Linked DNA regions of Mus musculus: all the other regions are linked to region 1. A link is a contact called in public HiChIP or PLAC-seq and promoter capture Hi-C data. All regions are on one chromosome and are shown on one strand. Each heading gives the region's core, a stretch centred on a gene start, on an enhancer-like site or on the middle of the called end of the contact. The rest is flanking DNA. Distances are from core to core; before and after follow the strand shown.

The links. Promoter capture Hi-C pulls out the DNA fragments that hold promoters and counts their contacts. HiChIP or PLAC-seq counts read pairs in DNA pulled down with a chosen protein or histone mark.
Region 2: a contact with region 1 is called in an H3K4me3 HiChIP or PLAC-seq map of forebrain, with 7 times the contacts expected there. The contact joins the promoter of Itpr3 here to the promoter of Grm4 in region 1. A contact is called at or near these places in 9 of 39 promoter capture datasets (the C10 cell line, HPC-7-derived erythroid cells, cranial neural crest and 5 more), 1 of 15 datasets of contacts at CTCF or cohesin (large pre-B cells), 5 of 484 Hi-C or Micro-C datasets (CD8 T cells, LSK cells, bone marrow-derived dendritic cells and 2 more), 26 of 115 datasets of contacts at active chromatin or transcription factors (the 230-238 cell line, SST interneurons, T-cell acute lymphoblastic leukemia and 15 more) and 4 of 9 other capture datasets (adipose tissue, embryonic stem cells, liver and 1 more).
Region 3: a promoter capture Hi-C map of embryonic stem cells shows a contact between it and region 1, with 6 times the contacts expected there. The contact joins the promoter of Ip6k3 here to the promoter of Grm4 in region 1. A contact is called at or near these places in 17 of 39 promoter capture datasets (the C10 cell line, the SN4741 cell line, cranial neural crest and 9 more), 6 of 15 datasets of contacts at CTCF or cohesin (CD8 T cells, the NIH/3T3 cell line, embryonic stem cells and 3 more), 33 of 484 Hi-C or Micro-C datasets (the 63-12 cell line, CD4 T cells, CD8 T cells and 20 more), 27 of 115 datasets of contacts at active chromatin or transcription factors (the 230-238 cell line, SST interneurons, T-cell acute lymphoblastic leukemia and 16 more) and 3 of 9 other capture datasets (adipose tissue, bone marrow-derived macrophages and macrophages).
Region 4: a contact with region 1 is called in an H3K4me3 HiChIP or PLAC-seq map of embryonic forebrain, with 2.2 times the contacts expected there. The contact joins the promoter of Uhrf1bp1 here to the promoter of Grm4 in region 1. A contact is called at or near these places in 2 of 115 datasets of contacts at active chromatin or transcription factors (astrocytes and embryonic forebrain).
Region 5: a promoter capture Hi-C map of the C10 cell line shows a contact between it and region 1, with 2.4 times the contacts expected there. The contact joins the enhancer-like site here to the promoter of Grm4 in region 1. A contact is called at or near these places in 2 of 39 promoter capture datasets (the C10 cell line and pre-B cells), 1 of 15 datasets of contacts at CTCF or cohesin (the NIH/3T3 cell line), 1 of 115 datasets of contacts at active chromatin or transcription factors (pancreatic cancer cells) and 1 of 9 other capture datasets (adipose tissue).

Annotation. Positions count from the first base shown.
Region 1 is chr17:27,509,619-27,515,909 of GRCm38.p6, reverse strand. It overlaps Grm4 (glutamate receptor, metabotropic 4), which reads left to right and starts at 2,513. Exons shown (of 11, transcript NM_001291045.2): 1 at 2,513-3,118.
Region 2 is chr17:27,053,496-27,059,786 of GRCm38.p6, reverse strand. It overlaps Itpr3 (inositol 1,4,5-triphosphate receptor 3), which reads right to left and starts at 2,483. Exons shown (of 58, transcript NM_080553.3): 1 at 2,113-2,483. The coding sequence starts at 2,201.
Region 3 is chr17:27,163,987-27,170,277 of GRCm38.p6, reverse strand. Ip6k3 (inositol hexaphosphate kinase 3) reads left to right here and starts at 2,514. Exons shown (of 6, transcript NM_173027.2): 1 at 2,514-2,638.
Region 4 is chr17:27,853,497-27,859,787 of GRCm38.p6, reverse strand. Uhrf1bp1 (UHRF1 (ICBP90) binding protein 1) reads right to left here and starts at 3,281. Exons shown (of 21, transcript NM_001080769.1): 1 at 2,994-3,281. The coding sequence starts at 3,037.
Region 5 is chr17:27,796,181-27,802,471 of GRCm38.p6, reverse strand. All of the region lies in intron 1 of Ilrun (inflammation and lipid regulator with UBA-like and NBR1-like domains), which reads left to right. Among named protein-coding and RNA genes, the nearest start is that of Ilrun, 21 kb to the left of the region's middle. Within about 2 kb of position 2,266, at least 231 of the 459 cell types and tissues checked have an H3K27ac peak or open chromatin away from gene starts, as enhancers often do. A contact at or near this core is called in the NIH/3T3 cell line, adipose tissue and pancreatic cancer cells, where this site is marked.

The sequences.
Region 1 (6,291 bases), core at 1,264-3,763:
ACTTCTGTGAGTGTGCTGTAGTATGATTACATCTCGCAATCACAGATACAGATGGATAGACACTCACACAAATGTATTAAAGAGGAAAAAAACCCAAACCACAAAATACGAGCTCGAAGAAGGAAAGAATCTGCTGCAGCAGGAAGGAGTTAGGTCAGATCTCAGGAACAACTTCCAGGGCACAGTCCTGAACCCGTAGGGCAGAGCTAAGTACCCTTCCTCCGCATCAAGAAGACTCAGGGATGGGCCCTTGTGGCCTCCCCACCTCTTCAAAGGGTATTGGAACGAGGCTTTACCCACTCTGGAATCTTGAGAGGCACCCTCAACTCAGTCAAAGGTCAGACAGATGGAGAACTCCATGCTCACAAAGGTTGAGGACCCCACATCCAGTGGCTCTCAGCAAAGAGGACCCAGCCCTGTCCCCCTTCCATCCAGCCTGAACCAGCTCTGAGGTCCAGGGTCTGCAGTTGGTTCTTAGGAGATAGTGGTTTGAATGAGACCTTGGAAAAGCAGGTCCAGGCAGGGCACTGCGTGACTCCTGGGAAGTCACTTCTGGCCATCATTCCTCCACTGAGGCTGGCTCCCTGGCAGAAGATACCAGGGGAGGGCATGTGTGCTTGTCCATTCTTCTCCATGATGGGCACAAAGAGCAAACTGGATGAGGAGTCAGGCCACCTGGGGCCCATGGCTAAGGGCTGATGGGGGAATACACCGGGCTTCAGTGGTCTGAGGTGTCATGGCTGTCTGGCAGATGTAGGTCTTGGCTGGGGACTTACAGGCTCTCCGGCCCAGCCACAGGCTCAGCATCTGCCAGCAGCAGTTTCTTTTTTTAATCGCTGAAAAACACAGCCTTTAGAAACACAGCTGGTGGGAGGTGGGGGATAATTATGGCCAGAGTAGAGGCGATACTGAGGGGCAGGGGTAGGGAGTGTCTGATGTGGTCCTTTGGGTTCTCAATAAACCAGGGCCCGTGTAATTTTCAGCTCCATCTATCCAACCAACCAAAGGATGCTGGGATTATGTTCTGTACGGGAAGTGCGGCAGCTCCCACTTACAGGAGCCCAGAAAGGCAGCCCAATTCCATTATGCTGGCTTTGTAGGAGGACCCAGGGGCTGGATGAGGACCCAGGGACGTGGAGATGGCCCTGTCGCTGTGAGTGGTGTCAGTTACACACGACAAAGCATAGATGAACGAACAATCTGCACACTTCTCTCAGAAACCGCGGGCCGACTTGGTAAAGGAGACATGTATTTGGGTCATTCCATGTGACAACAACAAGAGTACACAGTTTGACAACAGTTATTCATACACCAAACACTCCTAAGCTCAATGGGGTCCAGGCCCGGGGCCAGGCACTGCATGAACGGTGGTGAACAGTCACCGCGCTGGCCTTCATGGTCTGGAGAGCTGGCGATGGAGGCCTGCATTGGTAGGGGATCAGGGAGAGAAGCAGACAGAGATAGCTCGGGCCTTGCTAGTCCTGGACTCTCCCAAGCATTCCTCTAGGTTCTTTGGAAATCAGGGGGTCTAGCAGTCAGGATGGCGGAGTGTCTCAGGCCTGGGCACAGTGAACACCAGGTGGCACTCTGCGCCCTGGCCCCCTCTCCAGCTGTTAGCAGCCACCCACTCCCCTGGCTCCCCAGCACGGTAGCACCCAGGATGAGGCTCGCCACTTCTTGGGGCTCCCGGGGAAGCCACTTCTGCAGTCTGGGCCTGTTTGCAGCTCTTCAAGGATTGCGTGGTCTGTCCCTGCCTTCCTCTAGGCCTGCCTCGAAGGCACCCTTCCGGGATCATCAAAGCCCACGCGAGGGGAAGGGGGCAGCGAGCTGCCAACCTCTTGAGCTGAGGAACTCTTCTTGGGGCTAGTTCAGGCCACCTGTTACACCGTGTTCAGTGGATCGGGTGTGTGTGTGTGTAAATTGCTCCCCTATTTTGGGGGCTCTGGGGTGTTAGTGCTTCAGGGTAAAAGCGCTCCTCTCCACAGATCGTGAGACCTGGGCAGGTGGATTGACGTCTCTGGGCCTCAGTTTCCTTCCTTGGCATGCTATGACAGAAATGTGCAAATGAGCATGCCGCAGGGGGGCACACGCCACGTGTGTGCGCGGCTATGAGAAGCGGCCCCGCGGGTGGGGGGTTCCAGTGACGCACCGAGTGGGTACGGCTCGCCCCTAAGGGTCCCTAGGCTCTGCTGTACTTTGCAGGGTGTGCGACGGGAAACTGGGTTCCCTGACCCTCGACTTGTGTGGGTGAGGAGGGATCTTCGCCGCGTCTTTGGGGTGCCCGGGTAGTGAGATGGCGCGCTCACGGGGCTGATTGGGGGGTGGGTAGGAGGAGTGTAAGAGGGGAGGCTTCCGGGAGCGGGCGACAACCGGGTGCGGAGGGAGCGGGAGCCGCCGGCGGGGAGGGCGTGGAGGGGTGGCGAGTCCCAGCTTCCGGAGGTGGAGGTGCGGGTGTGTGGGGGTGGACCCGGGCTCTCGCTCTTTAAAAGGCCGGCGGAAGCGTGGTGCGCTCGCCCCGCACTCGCGGCGCAAACTTGCGGGCTGGGCTCGCGCGTGCGGTGCGGCAGGGCGGTGGGCGCCGGGAGCCGTGCGGCCCCCTCGGCCCTCGGCCCGCGCTCCCGGCGCTCGCGCCCCTCCCGCGCCGCTCGGCTCCCTGTGCTAGGCTCGCACGCTCCCATTTTCTCCTCGCCGCCGCCGCCGCCGTCAGGTGCCCGCACCCCGGCCGGCTGCGCTCGCTCCCCAGCCCCGATCCTCGGCGCACGCAGCGCCCCGCACCGCCTCGCCCGCGCTCTCGGGCTCCGCGGCGGCGGCGGCGGCGGCAGCGGCAGCAGCAGCAGCACGGGCACCGTGGCGGCCGCTCCCAGCTCCAGCTTCCCGGGAGCAGCAGCCGAGCGCCACCGCTCGTTGCTCCGAGGCTCCGGCCAAAGCGGCCGCCAGCTCCTCCCCGCCGCGCCCGGGACCGCCGGCGGCTCGGCGCCCGGTTTGGTCCGCAGCGTCAGCGCCACCCGCCGCGGCCCGGGCTCCCGGCACCGCGAGCAGCTAAGAGCTGGCCGCCGCCTCCCTGCACTTCCCGGGCGCAGCCGACCCCTAGCCGTGGCGTTCACCTCGCCGATGCGCGGTGAGTTGTGGCCCGAGGGGCACGGGCGGAGGGGACGATGCCCTCCGGCCTCCGGGAGCGCGGGCTGCGGCGGGGACCCCGGCGTTTGAGGAGGTGGCCTCTGCGAGCTCTCCCTAGTTCCAGGAGGAGGGCGCAGGACCCAGGGACAGGGGCTTCCCTCCGGGCTGGGGCCGCCCCTCCGCTGCCCCCTCAGGGATGGGGCAGTGTTGTCTGCGGGTCTGGGGGAAAGTGGGATGGGGGCTGTGACGGGGCTGCACTGATGACAGGTGGAGTTGGTCCCGATGGGGACGGTGACAGCCGCGCGTCCCCTCTGCGGAGAGGCTAGGCTGTGGGGGCGCGGGGCGCGGTGTGCGCCTTTGCGCCGTGGTCCTCGGCCAGAGGGCAGCGCCAGCCCCGTGTTGAGGCTCCCTGCTCTGAGAACCGCATCCAGCCCCGGCACCACCTTCGCCACTGGCTGGAGCCGAAGCGCCTCCCGCCTGCAGCCGCCGCCGTGGTTTGCGGTGGCGCTGCAGGTCTGGGGTCTCTCCGCAGCCCCGGGACCTGAGGTCAGGCTTTCTCTGGACACTTGGGACCGAACCCTCTCTGAAACCCTGGTGAACCGAGCGTCTCTAAGGGCTCTGTGTGAGCGCGCGTGTGGCGGGGGAGGTCCCTGCTCCAGGGTCGCTTCCCCGAGCCCGCGGGCAACCGTGTCCCCTCCCCGCGCGGGGGCGGGGCCGAGGTGGAGGCCTGACTGTGCGCTGCGCCCCCGCACCCCGCACCCGGCGCTGCGTGGTTGTTTGTGCTGAGCTGGGGCAGCGGCACAGCGGCGGGGAGTCCTGAGCCCAAAGGACGAGCGCCCTCTGCCCCTAGGTCCTGAGCGACACACTCGTTGTCAGACAATCCTTTCTGCAGGGGGTACCTGGTTTCTTCTCCTTGATCGTCTCACAATCGGCTGCCCCTGGCTAGAGAGAAAGCTGGCTTTTGGGGACACCCTCTGAACTGGCTTTCAGGGCTAGGGTGCCGCAAGCCATAGTGGCAGTGTGATGCCACCCTTGCTGTGAGTCTGGCGGGAGGTGTGTGTGTGCCACCCCCACCCCTCCACCTTCCACCCCCTCTACTCTGGATTCTGGATGGGACTTAGGGCAGGCAGAAAGGCCAGTACTCTGAGGGTGACCCTGCTAAGCACCTAGTGTTGCTAGAGGGTCTCTCCACCTCAGCCTAACACCTAAGCAGCCCTGGGTAGCTGTCTTCCTGGGTAGCCACTTGACAGCTCCCTACCTCTCAGGTGGCTTGGTCTTGGCCCTCTTTCCCCTGGGCTCAGTCTCCTGTGCATGGGAGGAGGTGACAGGCCTTTGGTGAAGAGCTGAGAACTTGGGAACTTTCCTGAGCTGCTCCCAGTAGAAGCTCAGAGCCTCCCATGGAGGTTGTGGGAGACCATCGCAGAGAACCCTTGCAGGCCCTGGGCAGGCAGTAGTGTGCTGTGGGTGTTGGTTCTGAGTAGATTGCTTCCTGGAAGAACCCCCCAGCCTTGGTCAGCTTCTTGTCTTGGGTGGGATCTTTGGGACCTGTGCGCTGAGTCTCTGCTCAGCCCTGCGTTGCACGCCCGCCCTCCTGGGGCGGGGGATACCGTTCTCATCTGCCTTCTACCATCCCCAGAAATGATCCTTTGCCCTGGAAGCTGGCAGTGTTTAGCCTACAGGAACATTTCATGAATAGTGGTGGGTTTTCCTGGCATGTTCAGAGAGGGCTCACCCAGATCAGGCCCTGAATAGGCCAGGAGCTGAATAGCCTGCCTGGCCTCTACTCTGGTCTTCCCCTCCTCCTGTGACCTGTGTCAGTGGCTTCTGCATGCTTCTGTTGGAAGTGTGACTTCTTGGGAGCTTCGCAGTCAGCCTGTGTGTGACTAGTTTGCTGGGCAGAAGAGCCTGGAAGGCAATGTCCCTGTCCTGAGGGCCCCACAGCTGGTGAGAAGACACAGAGCAAAACCTATGGACTCCAGAGCCTTGTAATTATAGCTGACAGACCCGTCCTCTCCCTACAAGCACGGAGCAGCAGCCCCTAATTACCACCCACCTCAAGACATCTGCCCACCCTGCTGTCCTCCCGGCCCCGGAACCCAGCTTTCCAGTGGGCAGGTCCTGCCTGGGGACCGGGCAGCTGGGCTGTCAGCTCCTACCACTGGAAGGTCTTTGCACTTCTGCAGAAATGGCACCTCCTGCCACCTGCAGAAGGCGTGAGGGAGCCAGCAGCCAGGCCCCAGCCCTGCTCCTGGTCTGACAGAAGACCTGCCAGCTGAGCAGGCTCACCCGAAGAAGAAGCAGAGGGGCTTGGTGTAGAGACAACAGCTTCCTGTTACTCTCTATAAGACCTCTTATTTCCAAGAGTGTCAGCTCTGCCCTAGTCAGCCAGGATCAGCAGAGATGCACTGAGAGGAAGCTGGAAGCTGGTTCATCCAGGGAGCACCAGGACCGGAGCTTGGGTCTAGCATCTGTGTGAGGGGGCAGTGTGGCTGTAATCCAGCACTGGTGAGGGAGAGACAGGTAGCCACAGCCAGCCTCACCTCGTGAGTGAGCTTCTCAACCTATCTCAACAAACAGGGAGGAGAAACAGAGGGAGACACCAGTATACTTGTGGTCCCCATATGTGCACAAGCATGCACGTGTATGTGCACCATACATGCACACAAAGATCACACCCCCATCCCATGCACATAGCTGCATTGAGACGTGTCCCTGCTTGGGGCCCTTAGAGAGCAGACTGGCTCATTAGTCCCCATTAGCTGCTCCCTGTGCAGCAATACCTCCCTCTGCCCTCTCTCGCTCCTCCCTCCAAAGCCCGTGTGTCCCCTTCCCCATCCAGCTTTGCTCCTGTAGAGAAGCAACTGCCCGGCTCCAAGCTGGCCTAGCCCAGAGCTTCCCCTACCTCTGAGCCCCATGAGCCCCATGAGGCCCGAGAGACAGTTCTAGTGCCTCCCTGTTCTCTGGTTTCTTGATGAAAGCAGCACACTGAGGACAGTCACCCCTTAAATGAAAGCTGCTGCCCCCCCCCCCACTGAAAGTATCATCTCATGAATGTCTCTGTACAGCAAGCAGCCTCAGTCTCGTGGTGGCCGTCAGGTGCTAATGTGTGTACATGCATATATTAAATGAATTGGGTAACTCGGTGCATAATGGCATTATCGGGACCCTGTTCAA
Region 2 (6,291 bases), core at 1,234-3,733, 460 kb after region 1:
CAGATTTACTCAGGGAGTCACAGGGGAGCAAAGGTAAAGAGAGCAGGGGGAGGCTCCAGGAAGCACACCTGAACTTTTGGTGTGTGAGAAAATGAGGTGAACAAAGATGAGGTCGAGGCCTGCACGCTGGGACCAGGCTGGGAAAGCACCTGCCAGTTTTCGAGGGGGAGTGGGGTTGGTACATAGGAAGGGGTAGCCTGGGGTCAAGGGCTCTCAGATGTCCCTGAGATCTGCCCTGAGGTCCAGGTGGACTAAAAATAGCAGCTCCTGAGGCAGGAAGGACCAAGAGGAAGAAAGTGTCCTGAGAACAGGGAGCTGGAGACGTGGATCGGTGCTTTAGAGCATCGGCCTCTCTAGCACAGGACCTGGGTTCATCCCCAACACCCACAAGGTGGCTCACACCCTTCTATAACTGCAGTCTCGGGAGAGCCAATGCACTCTCTGGCCTCTAAAGCCACGCAGCACCAACATGGTACACAGACATACATGCCTGCAAAACACATATACATGAGAGAGAGAGAGAGAGAGAGAGAAAGCGCCAGCAGAGGGATTCCCAGACAATGGAGGCTGCCTGGGGACAGGAAAAGGGACCTTAGATCCTTGGCTCTGTCAATCCTCAAGGTGATTAAATAGCATCTACCCTGTGTTCAGCCCTGAGCCAGACACATCAACAAAATGTGACTACTTCTGAGAATCTGCAGAGTTGGGGGGAGTCTGGGCTCCCACCTTTGGCTTTGCCACTCCCTCCCCAACACACACCCCATCCCAAGACAGCATGTTTAGTGCTGACTGCGCAGTTCCCCTGTAGCTCCCCAAGAAGGGCCCTGCCTGGCAGGGCTCTGAGCCAGGCCTGCAAAGATGCTGGCCCAGACGAGGCTCCACGCCTCAACTCTGGGCAACTTCAGAAGAGAAATCTGATGGGGAGATGTGTGTGTAGAAATTTCCATCTGACCCGGGAGGTGTGTAGGAGAGCCTGGAGGATGCTTGGAGAAGAGAGGGATGCTGGAACTCCCATCTCAGCCTCCTCAGGCAGAGAGGCCCTGGAGGTTTCTCCTCCCTACAGCACATTGAATTTCAACCACCAAGAGGAGAGAGCAAGGGAGCCAGGAGCCTCCCACCTGCAGGGCTAACTTTGAAAGAATTCCTGACACACTTCCAAAGCCCCCAGAGAGGAGTCACCCTGCCAGCAGCTGGATGGTGCTGACAACGTGAGATACCAGAACATTAGCCACTACCACCCCACCTGCCCGAAAATGGGACAGAAAGACCAGATCCGGGCTTGTGCGCTTCCTCCATCCCTGCAGCAACGAGGTGCTCAGGGTCTATCCAAAAAGATACTGGGATTCTAACCTCTCCCAGCTACCGGCCTGGCACCAGCATGGGATGGAATCAATTCCCTGCTTATCCAGCCCAGACCCCGGGGGGTGACAGCCAGAATTAATTAATGTTTGTAAAGTGCTCTAGAGAACCTGGGACCAGGGACCCAGGGGCGCCAGAGTAGCTACACAGGAAATTGACAAGGAGGGGGTGGCGGTGAGAGGGGGGCCAGCTGGCCAAGACCTGGACTGCCTGGACAGGGAGGGTAAAGAAAACACTCTGAAGAGGAGATGGGGCACAAGGAGAGTGAAAAGATGCTACCTCTCCAAATAAATAAATTAAATGATTAATTAAATAATTAAATAAACCGATTCAAGATGGGGCTATAGAGGTGAGTGCCAGGCTTCAGGCTGAGCCAACCCTAGCACCCCACCCCGAATCCCAAACAAGAACACCCAGGCCCTCTCCAACTCAGGCCCCAGCCACCTGCATAACCCGAGGACCACTTGCAGAGGAAGTCCGAACCCCTCAGCCATGAGTTAAGAAAAAGAGTGTGCCAGAAGTGGCGGGCTTCGTGGGCGCTGACGCCTTCTAGAACTCCCCAGGGCACCCGACTACTACCTGAGCAAACAACGCACTTCCTTTCTCTAAGAGAGGGGTGCCAGCGTCCCTTCGCTTCTGGAGACTGGGCTGTCCAAGCAAGCCTCTATCAAGGGCTCAGGGGACTGAACATTGGCAAACAAGCAGCTGGTACCGTGGTCCCGATGCCCCTCTCTTTGCCCTAGGCTCACTCACCCCAAAGTGCTGATGAAGCCATTGACAGAGCCCTCGGCGTACAGGGACACAATGTCCCCGATGTGAAGAAAGCTGGACATTTCATTCATGGCTTCGGCCCTCCGGGGCTCGAGGCGACGAGGTCGCCCTGAAGCGAGCTGCCAGGCTCGGTGCAGAGGACTGAGGCGCGCTGGGCGGAGAGGGGCGCAGTGCCACCTCGCAGCCCGGCGACCCGGACGATCGGGACGGCAGGAGTAGGCTGACTGCCACCAGAGAGCGAGGAGGCGCGGCGCGACCCGGGTCCGGGTGAGGAGGTGCCTGCGTCTCTGCGCGCTCGCAGCCCTCCAGCCCGGCCGGGCCCGCGCGTACCTGCAGCCTGGAAGGAGCAGGAAGTCTGGGGCCGCCACACACATGCAAATCCCGCCTGGGAGGCGGGGAGGCCACACCCCACCCCGCCCCCGCCGCGGCTCCCACGTGCACCCGCGCCCCAGGCTCGGCCTCTTCTACACCGCGCGCGTGCACGCCTGCACCCCCTAAAGCGCCCAGCTTGCCACCGGACGACCCCCAGGCTCTAGGGCGTTCTCTAGACGGCTTGTCCACCAGCACCGCGCTGCACTTCGGGGCTCTCCACCCTCGGAGATCCCCAGCTCGCCTAGCCTGCGGCCCACGCGTGGCTGAGCACACCGGGAACTTGGCCACGGTCACCCTGCGGCAACCGCGCCCAGCTGAGAACCGTCTTGCGCCTGGATGCGCGCTCAAGCCCTTAGCGTTGCAAATCAGGATTCATTTCTCTCAACATGAAAAGTCTTTTCATTGCACAATAGAAAGTGCTTTGACTTGGAGGGGAAATGAAGCAATGGGGTGGGTTTGGGTTTTTTTTTGTTTTTTGTTTTTTAATTGTCCTTGTTGGGGTTTCTCTCTCTCACTCTCTTTCTCCCCACATTCCTGTGTACAAAGAGATCCAACTTCCGAATCAGTTCAGCCGCTCCCTCTCCAGGAGGAATTGGCTCCAGTTTCTCTTGGCTCCTTCTGTCTTTGCTTTAAAATAAATAAATAATACTGGGAGGGGGAGAGCATTACCTCCTCTAGTTAATAGTGCACCCCAGCGCCCACTGAAACAAGTTCTCGTAGCGGGCCCTTGCTCACAAAGTTCAGCCCTCAAACTCATCGCCAAGTTGACTACTTTCTGTTCTGCGCCACGGAGGCTGGGCGTTTGCTTCCTCCTAGAGCTTTGGTTTGAACTCCTGAGATAAGAATGCGCCACCACCACCCCCTTTGGTCACGTTTGCTCCCTCCCACCCAGCCCCCCTTATTTCCTGAGGGGCGGGGATGGGGGCGTTTGTCCCTGGGAGAAAAGGAGGAGGGGACTGGAGACAGAAGCAGGAAGAGACCCAGGAGGGGTGGAGACAGCCGCCAGCCGTGAGACAGCTGCTGACCTGCACCGAGAGTTCTTGAGTGCAGGGGATTTTTACCAAGACCCTTAGAACTGGTGGTAGTGGTTAGCCAAGCCTTTAATGGGGAAGTAGAGGCAGGAGGACTGGGAGTTAAAGGTCGCATAGTAAGTTCGAGGTTTACCTAGGGCACGTGAGAGTCTGCCTCAAATAAATGTAAGAATGGGCTGGAGAGATGGCTGAGTGGTTAAGAGCATTGCCTACACTTCCAGAGGATCCAAGTTCAATTCCCACCACCCACATGGCAACTCACAACTGTCTGTAACTCCAGTTCCAGGAGGTCTGATGGTCTCACACAGATATACATGCAGGTAAAACATCAATGCACATAAAATAAAAATTAATTAATTAATTTAAAAAATCAAAACAGGGGCTGGTGAGATGGCTCAGTGGGTAAGAGCACCCGACTGCTCTTCCAAAGGTCCGGAGTTCAAATCCCAGCAACCACATGGTGGCTCACAACCATCTGTAACAAGATCTGACGCCCTCTTCTGGAGTGTCTGAAGACAGCTACAGTGTACTTACATATAATAAATAAATAAATCTTTTAAAAAAAGGGCCTGAAGAGGTGGCTCAGCAGTTAAGAGCACTGGCTTCTCTTCCAGAGAGCAGGGATTTGATTCCCAGCACCCACGTGGCAGCTCACAAGCATCTGTAATTCCTCTGCAGGCACTGGGGACATTCCTGGTGCCAGATATACAAGCAAGCAAAGCACCCACACACATAAAATAAATAAACCAAAGTCCTTAAAGACCCCCAAGAACATGGATCAAGTGAACTCCTACCAACTGAGTGACATCCCCAACCCTAAAAAAAATGTATAGTCCTCCTTTGCTCTCAATAGCTGTGATAAAACACCATTATCAAGAAGCGATCTGGGAGCCGGGCGTGGTGGTGCACGCCTTTAATCCCAGCACTTGGGAGGCGGAGGCAGAGGCAGGAGGATTTCTGAGTTCAAGGCCAGCCTGGTCTACAAAGTGAGTTCCAGGACAGCCAGGGCTATACAGAGAAGCCTTCTCTCGAAAAAAAAAAAAAAAAGAGTCGATTTTGGGAGGAGAGGATTTATTTGGCTCGAAGGTTCCAGTTGATCATAGGACTGCCTAGGCAGGAGCCGGGCAGCAGGAGCTGAAGCAAAGACCAAGACCACGGAGGAAGCCGCCTACTGGCTTGCTCAGTCTGTTTTCTTTTACAACCCAGTCCCACCTTCCCAGGGGTGGCATTGCCCACAGTGTTCACATCCATCATCAACCAAGAAACTGTTCCATACGTTTACCCATAGGCCAGGCTGATTAAGGTGTCTTCTGAGCTGAGGAGGGTCCTAATCCCAGATGGCCCTGGCTGTGTCAAGTTGTCAAAAAAAAACTGTATGGCATGTGCATCCAATAAGCTGCAAACTATTATTTAAAAGAAAAAAAAAATCTTGCCAAGCAGTGGTAGCACACACCTTTAATGACAGCACTCAAGAGGCAGAGGCAGGCAGATCTTTGTGAGTTCAAAGCCAGCCTGGTCTATAGAGGGAGTTCCAGAACAGCCAGGGCTACACAGAGAAACCTTGTCTCAAGCAAAAAAAATAAATTAATTAATTAATTAATTTAATTTAAAAATTCTTATCTAGTAAACTCTCCCAAAAAGAGATGACCACAGCCCAGAGAACCACCACCAGACAGTCCTGTCACCCACCAGGTTTCTGGGAACTGGAGTTAAAACTGAGACCCAGCACTCTCTAGTATGAGAGACAGTCAGGGTGTCTGGGTTCTCAGACGGTGGCATCAATGGCAAAAGGGCCAGACCCCAGGACAGATCCTCTTGTCTCTCATCCTTCCCTGGGGTTCCAGAGGGGCACACACATGCATTCCAGAAGCATCTACTGAAGTCCTACTGTGGCAGTTTGAATAAAAATGGCCCAATAAGCTCATATATTTGAAAATTTACCAGTGGATCTCTCAGGATTAGAAGGATTAGGAGGCATGGCCTTGTTGGAGGAAGTGTGTCACTGGGGGTGGGCTTTGATGGTTCAAAAGCCCAAGCAAGGCTCAGTATCCCACCACCACCACCCACCTCCCACCCGCACCCTCCTCCCATGCTTACCTACCTGACTGCCCGTCAGGGTGTAGCTTTCAGCTCCTCCAGCACCATGTCTGCTATGCCTACTGCCATGGTGATAATGACCCTCTGTAACTGTAAGGGAACCCTCCATTAAATGCTTTCTTTCATGGAGTTGCTCTGGTCATGGTTTCTCTGCACAGTAACAGGAGAGTAGTTAAGACGCCTGCTATGTGCAGGGCCTCTGCTCCTCCCCACTGTCTGATCAGACCTGCCTACTTCTCCTTCCCAGAGCTCGGAGGGTTGAACATTGGCTCTCTGGTGACTACTGCCACCGCCGCCAACTGTCTGGTCCTCCTGTGTCACCACACTCAGGCATGTCTCAGAGCCAGGCGGAGGAAGTCCCTCCACTCTGGGCCTGGATGCTCTGGGCCTCTGTGTCTCTGTCAACCAGGAAAAACTCAGAGGTAGGGAGCACACCTCCCATCCTGCTGAGAAGTCCAAAGAGGGAGGTCCATTGCCAGCCCCCTGCCACACCTACGGCCCCTAGGAACTCTGGAACAGGAGGCTGTTTGCACAGGCACAACCCAGGGATCAGGCCAGGCACCTGGTCCTGCCAAGCCAGCTCCACCATGAGTCCTTTCCTGAGTTCTGAGGTGGTGTTGGTTTAAAAAAAAGGAAAGCCAGGTTTTTGTTGTTGTTGTTT
Region 3 (6,291 bases), core at 1,265-3,764, 350 kb after region 1:
TTGGGTGGGAAGCATCACACCTTTTAGACCCTCAAGGGATTGCTCAACCCCTGTGGCTCTAAGTTTCCCAGATCAGGCATGTGAGGGCAGCTGAGGGTGGGGGAAGGAGATGGAAAAGCTGAAGAAACCAGGACGGTAATCAGAGCTGTGCCGTGGGTGGAGCTGAGCTCAAGCCGGCTCACTTCCCTGGAAACTGGGGTCACCCCTGGCTGGGGAGAGACTGGCACACATGGAATTGATTGTACTTTTTTGTTCTTGTAGTTTTAAGTGCTAAGGAGAAAGGATAGGCCGAGACCCACACGCAAGCCTTTTAGTTTCAGATGATCCCGTAATTTGCCGCACCCCACGTTCAACCAGAGTTCACTGATGGCACTGGGGAACGTTTGTGGTGGGGCCCCACTCTGTCCTGTCCCGTGTGGGGAAGGCCACAGAAGGGGACCTGGGCAGAGATGGGAAAGGAGCCCAGTGTGAAGGTTCCCTCAGCTGGCCCAGCTCCTCTGTACACTTAGGCCTTTGTGGCCACAGTCAGATGTTTCTCTTGCCAGCCAGGCTTTGAGAGGGACACAGCTTGGTCAACCTAAAGGATAGAAGGGAAGGCTGACCCGGGGCAGTCTAGACCTGATGTATGCCCTTTACCCCACACCATCTCTCCCTGGCCAGATGTTCATATACCTACCCCCCAGCTCATCTTCCCTCCCACCAGCATCCGAAGGCCCCCTGGGAGGGTGACACCGGTGGCCTCTGTCTTTGATCCGCCTTCCCCTGTGTGCTCCCTTTGGGGCACAGCCTGCCTGTAACTGCAAACCCAAGGCTGACTTCCAGTGTACTGTGTTCTAGTCCCTTGGTTCCTCTGAGAAGCTCCAGGCTTGGGCTCCTGCCCAGTTCCCATCACTTCTGATCCTCTTGGCTTCCCCGTGCCCTAGCTGGACCTTCAGTCTTCCTCCCCTCGGCTGCCGCCGCCATCTTCCCACTGTTTCTTTCCTCCTTCTGGTGTCAGGAGATCACTTCCCAGGTCCAATCTGAGCTCCCTCCATTTGACTGAGCCTCTCTCTGTTCTGACAGGGTCCTCTGTTGGGAGAGTCTGGTACCCCCGGGCCTCCAACAGTGCTTACCGGGAAGCACTTTTGGATTGACAGAGGGATGGATGGCCTTACTCTGGACCTGAGATCTTCTGAGCATCCACAACTCGTGGCGAGCCACCTGAGGTAGCTGGGAGTGGGTGGGGGTGCCAGGTGAAAGAGAGGACATGGCCTAGCCCAGCCTTGTCCTTCCTTCTGAGCAGGGATAGAAAAGAAAACAGAGAAGGTTGAGGTGGGATCAGTAGGTCTGCAAGTGCTTAGTAGGGCTGTGTATTAGCCAGGATTCTCTAGAGTCCCAGAACTTATGGAATGACTTCTATATTGAGGGAATTTGTTATGATGACCTACAGTCTGTAGTCTAACTCCCCAACAATGGGCAGCTGTGGGTGGGAAGTCCAAGAATCTAGTGGTTGCTCAGTCCCATGAGGCTAGTTGTTTCCGATGGTCTTCTGTAGATGTAGGTTCCGACAGATGTGCTGGCAAGTAAGTGCAGGTGAAAAAGAGAGTCTTCCTTCTTCCCATGTCCTTATTAGACTTCCCGCAGAAGGCGTGGCCCAGATCTGGGATTTGATTTGTCCCAGGCTGACCTTGAACTCAGAGAACTCTTTGCCTTAATCTCCTGGGATTAAAGGAATGTATTACCTTGCCTAGGCCTAAACTTTTCATAGCCACTATGCCTCACGATCTCCATGCTAAGATCCAGGTCAGAAGCCTGTGTCTTCCAGCTTCAAGATCTGGATCATAGGTGAGCCCTCCATTTCTGGATTGTAGTTCATTCTAGATATGGTCAAGTTGACGACCAGGAATAGCCACTACAGACTGCAGACTCTCTCTGTGTGAGACCTTGGGTCCTACCCTAGCATTACATAAAGGACAAGTGATGAGAGGATTTCATCAGGTAAGGGCACACGTCGTCAGGCCTGACCCTGGACTTCAATTCCTGAAACCCACATGGGGAAGAGAACCCATGCCTACAAGTTATACTCTAACCTCCACAGGAATGGCATGGCATGTGTGTGCCCTTACACATGCATGCACACAGATATGTATGTATGTATGTATGTATGTATTTATCTATCTATCTATCTATATGTGTGTATCTATACACACACACACACATATAAAATGATTTTTTAAATAAATAATTGGGGACTCTGTAGCAATTAGTACCTAGACTTCAGAACCAGTCACACTTCAAGATAGCTGAGCTGAATTCTCTTTCCTACCTTCTCCTACTCCCCCAAATTTTCCCCTTCTTCCTAGTCCCTGCCCACCTTCCTCGTCTTTCCTCTCTCCTCTTTCCCCTCCCTCCCAGACCCCTGGCCCCACTCCAGAGCTGTGGATACCAGCTGACAGCTGGGCATTCAGGCCTAGAGGGTCAGGTGGTTTCCCTTACCCAGGCCACTGACAGCCTAGATCTGGACGGGAAACTCCACCCGGGCCCCAGCGGGAGAACTGAGCTGGGCCAGACCTTTTCCTGTGCTTGCAGACAGAGGAGGGCACTGAGAGACAAGAGCCCCTACTGCACACTCCCTGATACCCCCCAGAAAGAGGCTCTGGTGAGTGCAACCTTGATGTAGGATGGGGAAGAACCATCTTACTGAGCCCTGGATGGTTCCAGGGTGAGGGACAGAGGGTGTCAAGGCCATAGGCCAGCTCCCATGGTGGGGTAGCTTCCCTACAGACTGGTTGGGAGTCATAGGGGATATAGGCCTGTTGGAGGTGCCTGTGACTTGGAATTTACCTGTGCGTGCGTGTGTGTGTGTGTGTGTGTGTGTGTGTGCATGCTTGTGCAGGCTGGGGTGTGCAGGGGCTGGGACAGGCAGCAATTTAGAGATATGGGCATATGTCCATGTCCCATTTCTTCCTGTCCCCTTAGCATGACCCCCTCTCCCTCTTTCAGCCTGCACTAATGTGCTCCCCCTGACCCACAAGTGGGCAAGCCAGGTCTACAGCAGTGGCTATGGATTATGGGTGAAGGGCTGGAGGCAGCCACGTTCCTTCAGACTGGGTTAAACCTTCCCAGAGGCAGGCATCCGAGGAGAGTCCTCCCTCCACACTTTGGAGCCAGGGATCAGCATGTCCTGTCCCATCAGCCCCACCCTTCCTCCTGATGAGACCACGGGGTCGGGTGACATCAGTACCTGTGGGTGGTATCTTAGGGCCTGGGTGCAGGGACACCCTGGAGAAGGTTAGGTGGCCGAGGGAAGTCACTGAGAGACATTCATAGGAGACATGAACCAAGGCTAATGACCTCTGCTGCCCTAGACAGAGGCAGAATCTTGGAGACCCCACGCCTGCAGGGTCTTCAGTGGCCCCCGAGACCTGAATCTGAGCCATTTCTATGATCTCAGGATTATACATGGAGGTATGGGAGGGGGACGCAGCCCCACTCCTTTGAAATAAGGTCTCATGTAATCCAGGCTGGCCTTGAATTTGCCATTATAGCCAAGTCTAGCCTTGAATCCTACATGTTCGCGCCTCTGCTTCCAAGCTCCAGGGCTATGTGTGTGCACCGCCATGCCTAGCTTAGCTCTGCGGTTTAATTTTTCCTCTTGAAAGACCTTATGGGAAAATGGAGAGGATGCTGCCAGGCATGCTCGTGTAGCCCATACCGGACTCCATGCATTCTTTCTGTGTCTTGCCACACTTCCTTCAGAAACTACCCATGAGACATCAGGAATCCGAAGTCATTTATGAGAGGCTCAGGTCTCACAGCACACCTCACTCAGTCCTGACAGAACCCCAGGGTCATGATCCTTCTGACATGGGCCACATCTGCCCCTGGATCAGGAGGGATTCATCTGATTAAAGCTGTGTTAGACCAAGAGCCAGTCCTACTTTTAAGATTCCTCTCAGTTTCCAGAGACCCTGCCTCCACCCTCTGGTTCTCTCTCCAGAGGCCCTACCTCCACCCTCTGATTCTCTCTCCAGAGGCCCTGCCTCTACCCTCTGGTTCTCTCTCCAGAGGTCCTGCCTCCACCCTCTGGTTCTCTCTCCAGAGGCCCTGCCTCCACCCTCTGGTTCTCTCTCCAGAGGCCCTGCCTCCACCCTCTGGTTCTCTCTCCAGAGGCCCTGCCTCCACCCTCTGGTTCTCTCTCCAGAGGCCCTGCCTCCACCCTCTGGTTCTCTCTCCAGAGGCCCTGCCTCCACCCTCTGGTTCTCTCTCCAGAGGCCCTGCCTCCACCCTCTGGTTCTCTCTCCAGAGGCCCTGCCTCCACCCTCTGATTCTCTCTCCAGAGGCCCTGCCTCCATCCTCTGGTTCTCTGCCACATGCCCGTTGAATTGAAGGTACTTACAGATGGGGAGTCTGAGGCTGGAGTCCCTCCTGTGGGGGTTCCCTGAATCTAGGCCCACCATGCTCTCTCAGGAACCTAAGAAGCCCTCCTCTGCCCCTATGCATTCTGCCTCCTCTTGGCTGCATTCTGGGGCCAGCAGCAGCCCCTCCCCTCTGCACAGGCACTTGAATAAATCCTCACCAGGCAGAAATCCTTATGGTTGCTGTCTTGTTCACTATCAGCCGCGGGGAACAGCAATAAACTTTATGAACATTGGTTGTTACGGAAGGAAACCTGCAGGCTGCTGGGGGAAGTGAGAGTGTGAGGCATACGTCTGCAACAGTGTTGTGTTGGCCTGCGTTGCCCTGTGGCATTCTGCTCCTGTGCAATCCAGGGCACCTGCCTGTGTGCAGAGCCATTTCTCAGCCCCTGTCGGTCCCTGTCTCTACTGAGGCAGCCATAAGAGGAGACAGACCCAGTCTTGATGACTTCAGAGCTTTTTAAAGACATTCCTGATGGGGCAGGAGAACTTCAGCTGTGGGCTCTGCACTCTGGGACAGGTCTGGACAAACTCAGGGTGTCCCAAGAATATGCCCACTGACTGTTAGCTGTGGAGGGGCTACTGGCTTTAGTCTTCAGACAGTGTTAATCCCTCCTGGATATTCCTGGCATCCACACGTGTACTGCTGCCCTCTGCCGGGGAAGGGTGTGCTGGCAAGTCTCCCTAAGAGATTCACTCCAGAAATGGGCAGTGTAGGGTGCTCTGGTGGGAAGAGAACATAAGAACAGCAAGCATACACACATGCATGCAAACACACACACCACACACACATACATGCATACATATACATACACATAAACACACACCATCACACATACATAGATACATACACACACACATACACACACCACACACACACACATATATGCACCACATACAGACACATAACACACATGGACACACATACTACACACATACATATATACACACATACACACACATATACACATAAACACACACATATACACACACACATACACACAGCACATACATATAAACACATACACACATGGACACACACACTACACCACAAACACCATATACACATATACACACATACACACTCATAAACACACATACACAAATACCACATACACTCACCACACACGTGTACACACATGTATACATACATACACATATACCACACACATACGAACTACACACACATATACATACACGCACACACATACACATGTTCTGCATAATTCTTGTGCTCTTACCTTTAAAACTGTTGCTGGAGGCTGGGAAGTGTGGTTCAGTGGATAGAGAGCTTGTCTGATACTCAGAAAACCTAGGATCCTGTCCTCAGCACTGTATCACTTGGGCATGGTGGCACACTCTGTAATACAAGCATCTGAAACTCCCCAGCTGATTACCACCTACGCCGTCTGAAATGGGTTTGGGTCCTCTCATCTCTAACAGACTGAAAAGACATTCCCTCGGGCATCACAAGGACACTGAACAGTACCTGTCCCAAAAGCAGGAAAATGAAACAGAATCAGGAAGACTGTGGGTTCAAAACCAGCCTCGCCCGGAGACCCTGCCTCAAAAACAAAACCAAACAAACCCAAATAAGCAACAGCAGAAAGAAATCTGTTGCTATCTCTACCATAACACGCCATGCTAGCCTCTGGCAATCCCGTGTCTCCAGGACACAGACCTCTTGCCCACATTCAGGGATCAATCCTGTTATATAAAGAAAGGCAGCAGACATGGGGAATGGGCTGCAAGTCATGCCCAGAGGTCTTCGTTAACAATGTCCGAGGTCCTGGGTGCAGCTTAGAGGCCATGGGACAGCGAAGCCTGCTGGGCAGGAACCACTGAGGAACAGTGTCCCAACCTTGCTTCTGCAGAGCCCTTCTAGGGTGATAGT
Region 4 (6,291 bases), core at 2,032-4,531, 340 kb before region 1:
AACAGGGTCTCAATAAATGGCTCACATAGGCCTCAAATTCAAGGCCTTCCTGCCTCAGTCTCCCAAATGCTGGGATTACAGGTGTACACCACTACTCCCAACTAATTCCCACAATTTTCTAAATAAATAACTATTTCATGTTGGTAAGTAGAACTCTTTTCACGGGTCCACTTCAATGAGCATTCAATGGGGCGTTAAAGCAATTCACATTGGACAATGGTCATCTAAAAATTCCAGCAGCCTCCCCAGCATCTTGGCCAGTACCTAGCTAGGGAATGCAATCAAAAGAAATAGCTGAAATTAATAAACTCACTGGAACGCAATTTGTTGTCACTGGCCTGTCCTCTCTGCTGTAGGCTACTGTCCCTGGAGTCACACTGCGCTGTCAGACACCTGCCACACCACAGTTAACAGCAGGAACTCTACAGACCTCCCTATCAGGTTCCACAAGCCACCTCCCTAGCTGTGGTGGAGAGTACAATGCATATCAAAGTCTCACAGGACCAAGGAGTGAGTCTGAGGTAAACAAAGGCCCTGGGAATTTGGGCCAACCAGATCCAGGTCCTACTCCTCTGCAGGGGGCTGAAGTTGCTGCCAAAACACAACTCTTCCTCCTCCCAGCCCCTAGGAAATCAGAAATGGCCCTCCACATCAGACACACTGTCCCTACTTTACTTAAAGCAAACAGGCTTTCTGCTCCCAGGAATCACCGAATGTGTCAGGGAAGACAGTTTGTTGCCAGCTCAGGTTACATGACACCCTGTCTTAAAAAACAAAAACAAAAAACAAAAACAAAGGCTCCAGGGTGTCTCATTACCATTGTATGCTCACTGGAGGTACAGGGCACACAGGGGAAGCTCCAGAGTAAGGAAGCTGGTTCTGTCTGTGCCTTTATCTTCTGGAAAAGTCACTTAGCTTTGCTAAGCTTGCTTCCTCCGTCAAGAGCGGGGTAGACGCCAGTCATACGCCTTTAACCCCAGCACTTAGGGGGCAGAGGCTGGAGAATCTCCGGGACTTTGAGACCAGCCTGGTCTAGATACAAGTTTCAGGACACCAAGACTACACATACTGAGACCTTGTCTCAAAAGGAAGGAAGGGGGGAAGGAGGGAGGGATGGAAAGAAAAAAAAAAGAGGAGGAGAGTGGGAGTAGAGGGAGGCATCGGACTACAGCAAGGGTCCTTCACTTATTCCAGGACGCTCTGAGAGACATTCAGATGTGTGCCCTCGTCACCCCCACACAAACTGCTATAGAAAAATTGCCTAAAGCCAGGCATGGTGTCCACTGCCAACCACTCCAGCACTCAGGAGGCTAAGGCAGGAAGCACAGTAACTCCAGCTACAAAGTAAGGGAGGCACTGCCTCAAGAGAGAGACAGAAGGACCGACCGACAGACAGACAGACAGACAGACAGACAGACAGACAGCAAGAGACAAAGAAAAGGTCAGCAGAAAGGCTCAACAGGGCAAAGTGTTTGCCTCACAAGTCTGATGACCTGGGTTTGATCCCCAGAACACATTGTGAAAGTGGAACTAGACAATGACTCCCCAGAGTTGCCCTGCAACCTCCACTAGCACACTGTGGCACTTCTGCACCTCTCTGAACGCACACAAAACAACACACACATACCCAATAAGAACAATTAGCCACACAAGTTGTAACCCCCAAAATGCCCGGTGTCCTACTGGGCGCTCTGTGAGGCTCTTAAATAAATCTTTCAATATAAAAACACATGGAGTCTTCTAATTTATCACTGTCTCACCACATGGTCCAAGTTGGCTGGGAACTCTACTGTAGGCTGGCCTTAAAACCCCACTCCTCCTACCTCAGCCTCCAAATGCTAGGACCTCGGGGGTGTGTGCACCACAGCAGCCTAGATAGTCTTTGACGTATCTACTACTACTATCTAGTTTGAAAGAGATAAACGTTGAAGAGGAAGTGCCCAGACTCCAGGAGCCGGCCCTTCAGTCATGCACATAACAGTTAATCAAACAAGGTATCTGAATCTAGCTAATAAATGTCTAAGATCACATAAGCCAATGTCAGCCAGGCAACGGGGGACACCACGTCAGGGACAGAGGCTCACACAAGCCCTGGTGTTCCATGTTGACTGGCAACACTCACACACACCTCTTGAAAACCACTAGTCACTGTGCTGCCAAACTCTGGATCACTAGAGCCTCTGAGACAACCTAAATTAACAACCATCACCAAGCTAGAATAAGCAGCGAAAACCAACTGCAAAGCTAGCTCCCAATTTTCGCAGCCACCCATTCTAACAAGCTGCATCATCACGCAGAGACCAGGAGTCCTTCAGATATAGCTGAAAAGTGTCTTGCCAGCTAACCCGTCATGCCCCAAATACAGAGCGACAGGACAGCTTAACAGGAGGCCACAAAGCACAAGTGGACACTGGCTGTCAAACAAACCTCCATGGCATCTTAAAGGGAAGGCTGCTGAAACTTTATCCCCCACCTCCGCTGACCTTTCTCCAATCCGTCTGTGTACGGAGAAGAAAGCGGACCCAGAAAGGAGGGAGGTCCGAAAGGACGACCAGCCTCGGGTGAAGGGTTTATATCTTTTCAAGAGTGATGCAACAGGGTCAGACAGAAGAGGAGGAGCTCGCCTCACAGAAGGAGAAAGCCGGCGTCGGCGCTGCAATCGAAGGGGACCTGGGTAATCCAGCACGGAGCGGCAAAGCCAGAAATGAACCGGCGCTGGGCGGCTCGGCAGGCGGGAAGAGGCCTCCAGGGCTGGCCTGCCAGGTTCCGTGCGGGTCTGGAAGGTACGGCCAGGAAAGGGCTGGGTGACCCGCGCCGAGGAAGGAGGCGGCGACGGGGGTGGGGAGGAAGGTGGCCCGGGCGAGGGAGTAATGCAGCGCCGACAACGGCCCGCAAGAGTTGAATCGCGCCTGCAGGGAGCCGCTCGCCCAGAGCGGCCGGAGGGAGGTCGGAGGGCTCGGAAAAGGACCGAGTACGCGGGGTGGCGCTCTCACCGGGACAGATGCTTCAAGATCTGCTTCTTAATGATCCCGGCCATGCTGCAGCCCGGGCCCGCGTGGAATGCAGGCAGACGGGCAGCCGTGGCCTCCTCAGTTGTGGAAAAGAGGCGTCCTCTCACCTCGCCGCGGCGCGGGCACCGGCTGCCGTAGCCACAGTGGCCGCCATGGCTCTCTGTCGCCCCTAACTCAGCGCCAGGAGTTCCGCCGCGTTCCCACCCGCCCGTGCGGCGCCGCAGGATCCCGCGGAGCAGAACCCAGACCGCACGCCACCCTCCGGGATCCCCGTGGCGAGAGCGCACGGCGAGGGGCGGGGACGCGCGCGGCGGCACAGGCGCAAGGGATGAGGGGCGGGGCGGCGGGAGCTCAGAGGCATAGGGGGCGGGGCAACTGCGCGGGGCGGGGCTTACACGCTCAGAGGCGGGGCTCACTCTTCCAGAAGGTAGATGGTGGCATTCGCCTTTACTCCGAACTCTCCAGAGCCAGAGGCAAGCAAATATAGGACCTTGAGACCAACCCTGTCTACATGGGGACTACCAAGACAGGGTTACATTAAGAGACCTTGTCTCTTCTGAGTTCGAGGCCAGCCTGGTCTACAAAGTGAGTTCCATGACAGCCAGGGCTATACAGAGAAACGCTGTCTCGAAAAACCACAAAAAAAAAAAAAGACCCAAGAAATCTAACCTTTAATGCTTCCAGTTTCAAGAAAAATATCTGCAGTTATTAAGCTGCTAAATACATAAGGCCTCCGTGATAAAGTGCTCGCCAAGCCTTGGGCCACTCCATTAAACACAGATGGAGGCTCCTTCCACTCTTCACTGTATCCAGGAGATACTCAGATACCATCTGACCAAAGCTACAAAACTGGGGCAAGGGCTGAATCCTGTTTCCATGCATGACAATGGCTCAGTGCAGGATCTCATTTCCCAATGCACCATTCTGACAAACTGCTGAGGTCAAAACGCCGAACAACCACAGCAAACCTAACCAACATACTTTGCTTAAAGCCCCCTTTAGGAAATTTAAATGTCTATTGATCATTAGTACATGACTCAATATACTTAACTGCCTTTTGAAAAGGGAGCAATGGAAATGAGAGCCAATGTCTTTAATTCTCGCTATTTCGTGTGGTTTTGCTTTCTTGGTAAGTTTGGCGGGAGTAGGAATTAATTACATCAAGCAAATGAGGTAAGTACTCCACTCAGACGCACCGCCCCCCAAAGACGGAGTGTTTTTATTTATCTGTGCATTCCTATGTGAGTGTGAATGTCATGTGCCCACAGAGACCAGAAGCTGTCAGATTCTTTGGCACTGGAGTTACAAGTAGTTGTGAGCCACTTGGTGTGGGTGCTGAGCACTGCACCTAAGCCCTCTAGAGCAGCACTTAGCAGGGAGCCATCTCTCCAGTCCCCAGGTCTTTTAAGTTTACTCTTGGAGCCCAGCGTGGTGGCGCAAGCCTTTAATCCCAGCACTCTGGAGGCAAAGGCAGGCGGATTTCTGAGTTTGAGGCCAGCCTGGTCTACAAAGTGAGTTCCAGGACAGCCAGGGCTACAAAGAGAACCCCTGTCTCGAAAAACCACCAAAAAAAAGTTTACTCTTGGTTGAGATTGAGACAAGGTATCCAGATATAGCCCTAGATGGCCCAGGGATTGCTATGTAGATAGACCAGGATGTGGCCAAAGTGGCAGCCATCCTCCTGTCTCTGCCTCCTGAGCGCCAAAAAATGTGGCTGTTCACACCACACCTGGCTATACTGTTTTAGTCACTGCAACTAACATTCATTGAGCTTTCACAAGCTGTCGTAAGTTCCTTCTGAAACTTTATTCATAACTAGCAATGTTTCCAGATTGAGATTTAATTTTAATTTTAAACACTGAGACAAAAAACATGGCACAAGCCTTTAGTCCCCACAATCAGGAGGTGGAAAAACAGGTGGATCTACTTGAATCTGAAGCCAGCCTGGTCTACAGACTGAGTTTCAGGACAGCCAGGGCTACACAGAGAAACCCTGTCTCAAAATTAATCAATCAATCAATCAAAAAGAGAGGATTGAGAAGGAGGGGGGGTGGAAATTGTCGGACAATAGTTTTTCTTGTTGAGACAGGGTTTTCCTGTGCAGCCCTGGCTATCCTGGAAATAATTTCTAGACCAGACTGGCCTAAAACTCACAGAGATAGGCCTGCCTCTGTGCCCCTAATCCTGAGTGCTGGGATTAAAAATGTGCGCTGCCACACCCAGCTGATACTATGCTCTTAAAATCCCAGTCCTCATGAGCTGAGGTAGTTCAAGGCCAACCTGGGCTATATAATACAATGCCATCTCAGGATAGCAGCCAGGCATGAGGGAAGCACCTAGGAGGAAGAAGCAAGACTATTAGGAATTCAAGGTTGTCCTCAGCTCTATAGTCATTTCTAAGACAACCCAGGTTCCAGGTGACCAGTATCTTTATTTTTCTGCATACACACCAGAAGAGGGCATCAGATTCCATTAGAGATGGTTATGTTCCACCATGTGGTTGCTGGGGATTGAAGTCAGGACCTGTGGAAGATTAGACAGTGCTCTTTACCTCTGAGCTATCTCTCCAGCCTGGAGACCATATCTTGAAAAAATGGAAGGGAAATTGGAGAGATGGCTAGGTAAATAAGAGCACTGGCTGCTCTTCCTGAGTTCAATTCCCACCTCTGACACCCTCACACATATACATGCAGGCAAAATGCCAATGAACATAAAATGAAAATAAGTTACATAAAAAAACTAAAAAATTGTTTGTTTTGTTTTTTTCCAGACAGGGTTTCTGTTTGTCTGAGAATTTGCTCTTTAGAGAAGGCTGGCCTCGAACTCAGCAATCTACCTACCTCTGCCTCTGAGTGCTAGGACTAAAGGCATGCACTACATAACACTCAGCTGAGTAATGAGCTTGCCCATTTTGCCAATTGGATTTTTGGACCGAGTTGAGGCAGAAATGCCAAATCAAGTGGCCTAGAGACCAAAAAACCTAAAGTAGTAAATCAGCAAAATGATTCTCTCTGTGTTGTGGTTTAGTTAGGCCTATTACCTTCCACACGCTGCTTCTAGATTCTGTACAGCTGGCAATATTAAGAACCACAGTGGCTGGGCAGTGGTGGAGCACGCCTTTAATCCCAGCACTTGGGAGGCAGAGGCAGGTGGATTTCTGAGTTCCAGGCCAGCCTGTTCTACAGAGTGAGTTCCAGGACAGCCAGGGCTACACAGAGAAACCCTGTCTAGAAAAAAACAAACAAACAAACAAACAAACAAAAGGAAACAAACAAAAGAG
Region 5 (6,291 bases), core at 1,017-3,516, 290 kb before region 1:
GTTTTAGCAAGGTCTCCCTCTAGCCCATGCTGGCCCAGTCTGGCACCACAGTGGTACAGCTTCTCCTGTTTCAGCCTCTGGTGTGCTGGATCACAGGTATCACCTGTGCAACCTAAGCTAGTCATAAAATGATAAGGACTCCTAGATTGGCAGTCAGAGCTACAGTCCCGGCTGACACAGTTGGGTCCCAAGGCCTGCCTGAGCTACAGAAGTGCCCGGCACTGCATTTAGTGAGTCCTTGCTTTAAAGGAAGAAAAGTAATTTTTCAAAGCCCATTTATTCTGAAATGCATAAAAAAATGTTTGAGTCGTTTTACACGTCTGAGCCCTCAATGCTTGTCTAAAGCATGTGATGCCTAGGGTATGAAGATGTTAACGGAACTCGAGTATGCAGTAGACCTTTGCAAGAGCTGTTGTTTGTTGCATTTGCAGTGCTGAGATTGAACCAACCTATAATACCATAACCTTTATTTCTAGGGAAAAACTGTTGGATGGCATACCATGGCATATTTATGGTGGTCAGGGACAACTTGGTTCCTAGGTCCCCTGTAGGACCTAGGGACCAAGCTCAGGCTGCTAAGGTGATAGCATATAATTTATCCAGTATGTCTCCCTCGATCTAGTATATAGCTTTTATTTTTTTTTGTTTTATTCCATTTATTTCTTTTGTGTGTATATTTGTTTGTGCACGTGTATCAAGGCTGTTATGTGGAGTCAGAGGACAGCCTGCCTCTCCTCTCCCACCTTGTACTCAGGCCGCCGTGGTTGGAACAGATGCTGGCACTTGCTAAGCCATCTTTATGGTCCGTGTGTGTGTGTGTGTGTGTGTGTGTGTGTGTGTATGTATGTACATGTGCGTGTGTCCTTGTTGATGTGTGCACACAGTGCCAGGGCTGTGGAGGCCAGTAGAGGGTATGTGGTTCTATGGTTGTGATTGTCTCATATATAATGTTTGTGTGCATGTATGTCTGTGCATCATATGCATGCAGTACTCTAGGAAGCCAGAAGAGGGTGTTGGAGTCTTTGGAACTGAAGTTACAGACTGAACTTGTGGGTGTGGGGAATTGAACCCAGGTTTCTTTGCAAGATCAGTAAATATTCTTCTATCCAGCCCTGTATGGAACTTTGGGTTTTGTTTTTTTGGTTTTTTTTATGTTTTTATTTATTTATTTTTTTTTTTTGAGACAGTCTTTATGTAGTACTGGCTAGTCTATAGCTTGCTGTGTAAACCAGGCTGTACTCAGATTCACAGACATCCTCCTGCCAGTCCCTCCCGAGTGCTGGGATTAAAGACCTGCACCCCTACGCCCTGCCTGTATGTAGCTTTTTAAAGTTACTTGTTTCATAACCACCGTGCAGTGGCCAATATCCACTGACTTCAGGTTGCACTTGCAGCTGAGGTGAGTGGCCTGCTCCGGGTTTGTTAGTGTAGTAGCTAGCGTTGGGTGTGTTGCACACTATAGAACTTACCTTTTTAAAGCTTGGAGACAAGCATACGGTTGGTTACTTCCTCTGTGGATGTTCTCTTATGTGGACATGTGTATGCCAGAGCTTGCTTTCATATCATCTCCAGAGATGGCATGGCCAGCCGGCACGTTCCTCAGGGGAAATGAAACTAAGCCACTTTGAGGCTGGTCCCTATGGGAAGCACAGTGTCCCAAGATCTCACAGGCAGGAATTCTTAGACACAACAGAAACATTTAATCAAAGAGATTGTAAAAGGTATATGATATTTCTTAGCAAAGCCCATAAATTCTGCCTTTATTATATTTCCTAATTTTTACAGCAATAACAGCTAAATTATAGGATAAATTGTGTATTCAGATACTTTTTGGCAACTTTAAAAAAATCAAACCTTTGTATTTTTTAAACCAAGAAACACCTCTTTGACAGTCTTAGGATCAAATCAGTTTGAAATTCTGCTTAGTTGCAGATTTATCTGCTCATACCATAACTCACTATCTGAGTTTCATGACAAACCAGAACCGTGTGTAAGGAGCGCTGTGTCTGGACATGCTTTGTGCGGTCATCCTGTGGTGTTTGGGGCAATCCACATTGTCTCCTCACAGTGGCTCAGAATTTCCAGAAACTGTAGTTACCATAGATACAGCGATTGTAAATCATTTCAGGAAATTAAATCCAGCGACCAAAACAAGGAGTTATTCTAAACCTGCTCTTTTGACCGAAACGTGAGTTGTTGGACCCCGAGGTGTGTGACGGAAGTGACTCAGCAGAGTGCAGCCTCAGGTTACATGCACAGTCTGCCTTTGTCCTCCTGAGTACACAGTGCAGTGCACATACACAGCACCGCCCTCAGACTTCGCCTCAGAGGTTTGCATTGCAATAAGTTCCTGTAACAATGTGGCTTCCATCTGCAAATTCATCTTAATACTTAGCAGCTTGAACCTGGACTGACTGAGGCAGATTACAGGGTCCTTCTGGGGACCCCTGCTTCCGGAGCACTTCCATCTTCACAGGAAGGAGGAGTGCCTTCCTGCCTTGGGCCTTGTTCTCCTCAGACTCGAGTGCTACCCGAGTGAAAGCAGACAGGAGGCCTGGCCAGAGCAGATCTGCTGCTAACTAATTGGATTTCCCTTTGCAGTGTGCCTTGGTGTGTGTGTCCGAGAGCAGAGGACGGCCACACTGGGGGTAGAGCATATGTTCCACAGCATAGGGGCTCCACAGGGCTAATCCTGCCAGGCTGTGGTCCTCCTTACAGTTGCACACTATGTCATTAGAATGAGTGTTTTATGCTTAGTGGCCTGGTGTTTTTCTTTTTTCTTTTCTTTTCTTTTTTTCTTTTGTGTGTGTGTGTGTGTGTGTGTTTCACTACTGGGGTTAAGACTATGGCTGTGTGTATACTCAACACTACCCCTGAGCTGTTCCCTCTGCCCAAGAAAAGCATTTTTTTTTAAAGATTTATTTATTATTATATATACATACACTGTTGCTGTCTCCAGACACACCAGAAGAGGTGTCAGATCTCATTATGGGTGGTTGTGAGCCACCATGTGGTTGCTGGGATTTGAACTCAGGACCTTTAGAAGAGCAGTCAGTGCTCTTACCTGCTGAGCCATCTTGCCAGCCCCGAAAAGCATTTTTTTTAACTCTGTAGATTTTTCTCTCTTTTCTTTTCCATCCCTGCCCTCTGCATTTACTGTGTGCATGTGTGTGACTACATAGTAGCCACAGCTCATGTGGCAGTCAAAGGAGTGCTTGTCAGGAGGCAGGCAGGCCTCTCCTTCTGTTAGTCAGGTTGTAGTGGCTAGCACATTGTCAGGCCTGGCACCAAATGCCTTTACCTAGTGAGCCATCTTACCAATCCCCTTCATATCCTCTCTGCTTTTGGGGGACTGGTGTCTCATATTGTAGCTCAGTCTAGTAACCTAGAACTTACTGTGTAGCCCAGGCTGGCCCCAAACTCCTGACAGTCCCCCTACCATAGCCTTTTGAGTACTGCGACTACAGACATCAACTCCCATGTCTGACTAGATGTTTCCTTTTGCTTTAGTTGATCTAAATTTCCCTGTACCTGAGAGCAGGCAGGGTCTCATGTGGCCCTGGTTAATAATCTTGAACTCGATATGTAACAGAGGCTGGCCTTTTAAAACTCCTGCTCCTTCTGTCTCTGCTTCTCGTGTATTGAGCTTACAGACATGCAGCACAATGCCCAGCTTGTAGTTTCAGTTCTTATGTTTTCTAATGTGTATGGGTATTTTGCCTGAATCTGTGTAGTAAAACACACACACACACACACACACACACACACACACACACACAGAGACACAGAGTGTGTTAGCTACAAAGTGGGTGCTTGGTATTGAACCAGGATCCTCTGAAGGAGCAGCAAGTGCTCTTCACCACTGAGCCGTGTCTCCAGCCCTGTGTGTGAGTAACAGTGCTTGCTCCCAAGCCTGAGGACTGGAGTTCATTATCCGTAGTCACATGGTGTTGGGGAGAACTAGGTCTAACAAGGTGTCCTCTCATCTTCACGTTGTTCCGGCAGCGGTACATTCATGCGTTCATGTAAACACACACTTAGTTTTTCAAAGTTCATACAGCATTTTCAATTGTAACTTTTTTTGGGTGAGTGGGGTGTACAATCTTGCTATTGTAGCCCAGGCTGGCCTTGAACTTGTGATAGTCCTCTTGCCCCTACCTTCCTGGTACTGAGTTCCAGCACTTGGGACTCAGGCAACTGGGTCTCTGAGTTCAAGGCCAAACTAGTCTATTTATCTGAGCTCCAGGACAGCCAGAGCTACATAATGAGACTCTTGTCTGGAAAAAAAATGTCTGTGGTAGTGACAGAGTATTTCAGTCATCCCATGGTACAGTTCCCAGACAGGAACAGTCCTATGGTATCCCACCCTCCCCACTGCCCATCCATCCTTTGTCAGAAGATTTTTTGAGACAGAGTTTCTCTTTCTAACAATCCTGGCTGTCCTAAAACTTTGTAGATCAGGCTGGCCTCATACTCAGAGATCCACTGATTCTGCCTCTGGAAGGAGGGGAATAAAGGCGTGTGCCATCAAAGCCTACATCTTCAGAATATTTTTGACTGAACTTATATTGAAGACTGTTTCAGCCTAGAAGCTCTGAGGAAGACTGGGGCAGAGGCTTTCTTGCAGGCAGTGTTCTTTCTTCCTGGTGACCAGCAGCAGAATGTGTGTTTGGAGACAGGCGTGTACATGCTGGCACTGAGTGGGAGCTGATTGAGCTAGTCTTGCTCTTGCTGGCCCAGGATCTGCAATAATCTGACTGGAGCCTGAGGAGGCGTGCCCAGCCGTGTCTGATGGCTGCAGGCGGCTCTCTGCCTTGTGTCTAGGAAGTGATTTGCTCGGCCACCTCCCTTTGTTCCAGGTCACTCATTTGAAGTTTCGGCTTTACGAGGCCCTTGGTCTTTTCTGGCTGAGTTCTGCACCAAGCAGGTGTGGGTGAGGAATTGCTTTGGCTGTGGGATGAACTGGGGATGTGGAGGGGCTTGAGGAAGGGAGCGTGGCTCTTGTTAGTGTGCCGTCTCCGGTGCTCAGGGAGGCTGACCTGGCGACACACCCACAGATAACACAGGACACAATTTGCTGGGAGAATTGCCAATTCTCTTGAATGTGCAAGAGTTTGTCCCTACTAGCAGAGGACCCTGCAAGAGACCAAGGCAGAAAGTAGTCTTTATTCTAAAAATGGACACAACTTTTACTAAATGTTTTCAAATGAGCAAATTGAAAGTATTTTCTCTAGCTTGCTCTTTAGTCCTTAAGGGTAGGGCTGATGGCTGACGTGCCTTGGAGTCTGTTTGTGGGCCGCCTTAGGTTTACCAGGCGCTATGTATGTATGGTTTTGATCATTGTTATCTCCAAAGGGAACTGCTGAAAAGACTGAAGTCCAAGCCTTTGTATGCAGCAGGGAGTGAGCAGGTGCAGCTTGGCTACTGGCCCAGCTCTGCTCCATGTAAATTTCATCAAGCACATGGGACAGGCAGGCAGCTGGTGTCGTAATCCAGTCCTCACTGATTAGTGTGACGAACCACCATTACATGATCCTTGCTCTAAGTATAGCCTGCCTTTCTGGCAGCTGCAAACACCTGGAGAAGCAGGCACAGAGGTTCTAGCCAGAAAGTGTCGACTGCTCCTGGTGTACACATTGCAGTCACAGAGGTCCTAGCCAGAAAGTGTCGACTGCTCCTGGTGTACACATTGCTGTGTCTGTGCTTGGCTTCATGGCGCATGGTTGCCTTTGCCGAGAAGCATGCAGATTGAGAGCTGGTGGTGAGCTTACTGATGAAAGACCAGAAGAACATCCCATAATATCATCACCAGAAGAGCCTTTGATCCCCAACATATTTATTTAAACAGCCTCTGTGGCCTATGGTTTCAGGCACTGGAGCTGTGAACCAGCCCTGGCGAGATGCTGTTGTTCGGAGGACTCTGGATTGTGTGCATGGCTCCTTAGGAGCAGCTAATCAAATGGAGAAAGAAGTTACAAATGGCAATTTGCTTTCTTCCTTTGCCTTTTCTGATTTAAGACTGGGTTTCTTGTAGCTCAGGTTGGTCTTGAACTCTTCATCATCTTAACTCCATTCCTAAGGTTTAGAGGCTGGTGTGCCCTCCCCTCAGTCTTTCTCGAGTGTGAATGTATACACATGCTGGTTTGTGTGGAGGCCAGAGATGGGAAGATGGTTGTCCTTCTTCAATGTTTTGTTTTGAGTCAGGGTCTCACTATGTAGCCGTGGATGGCCTGAACCTCAGGCTGTATGAACCATGCTGGTGTTGAACTCACAGAAATTTTCCTGCCTCAC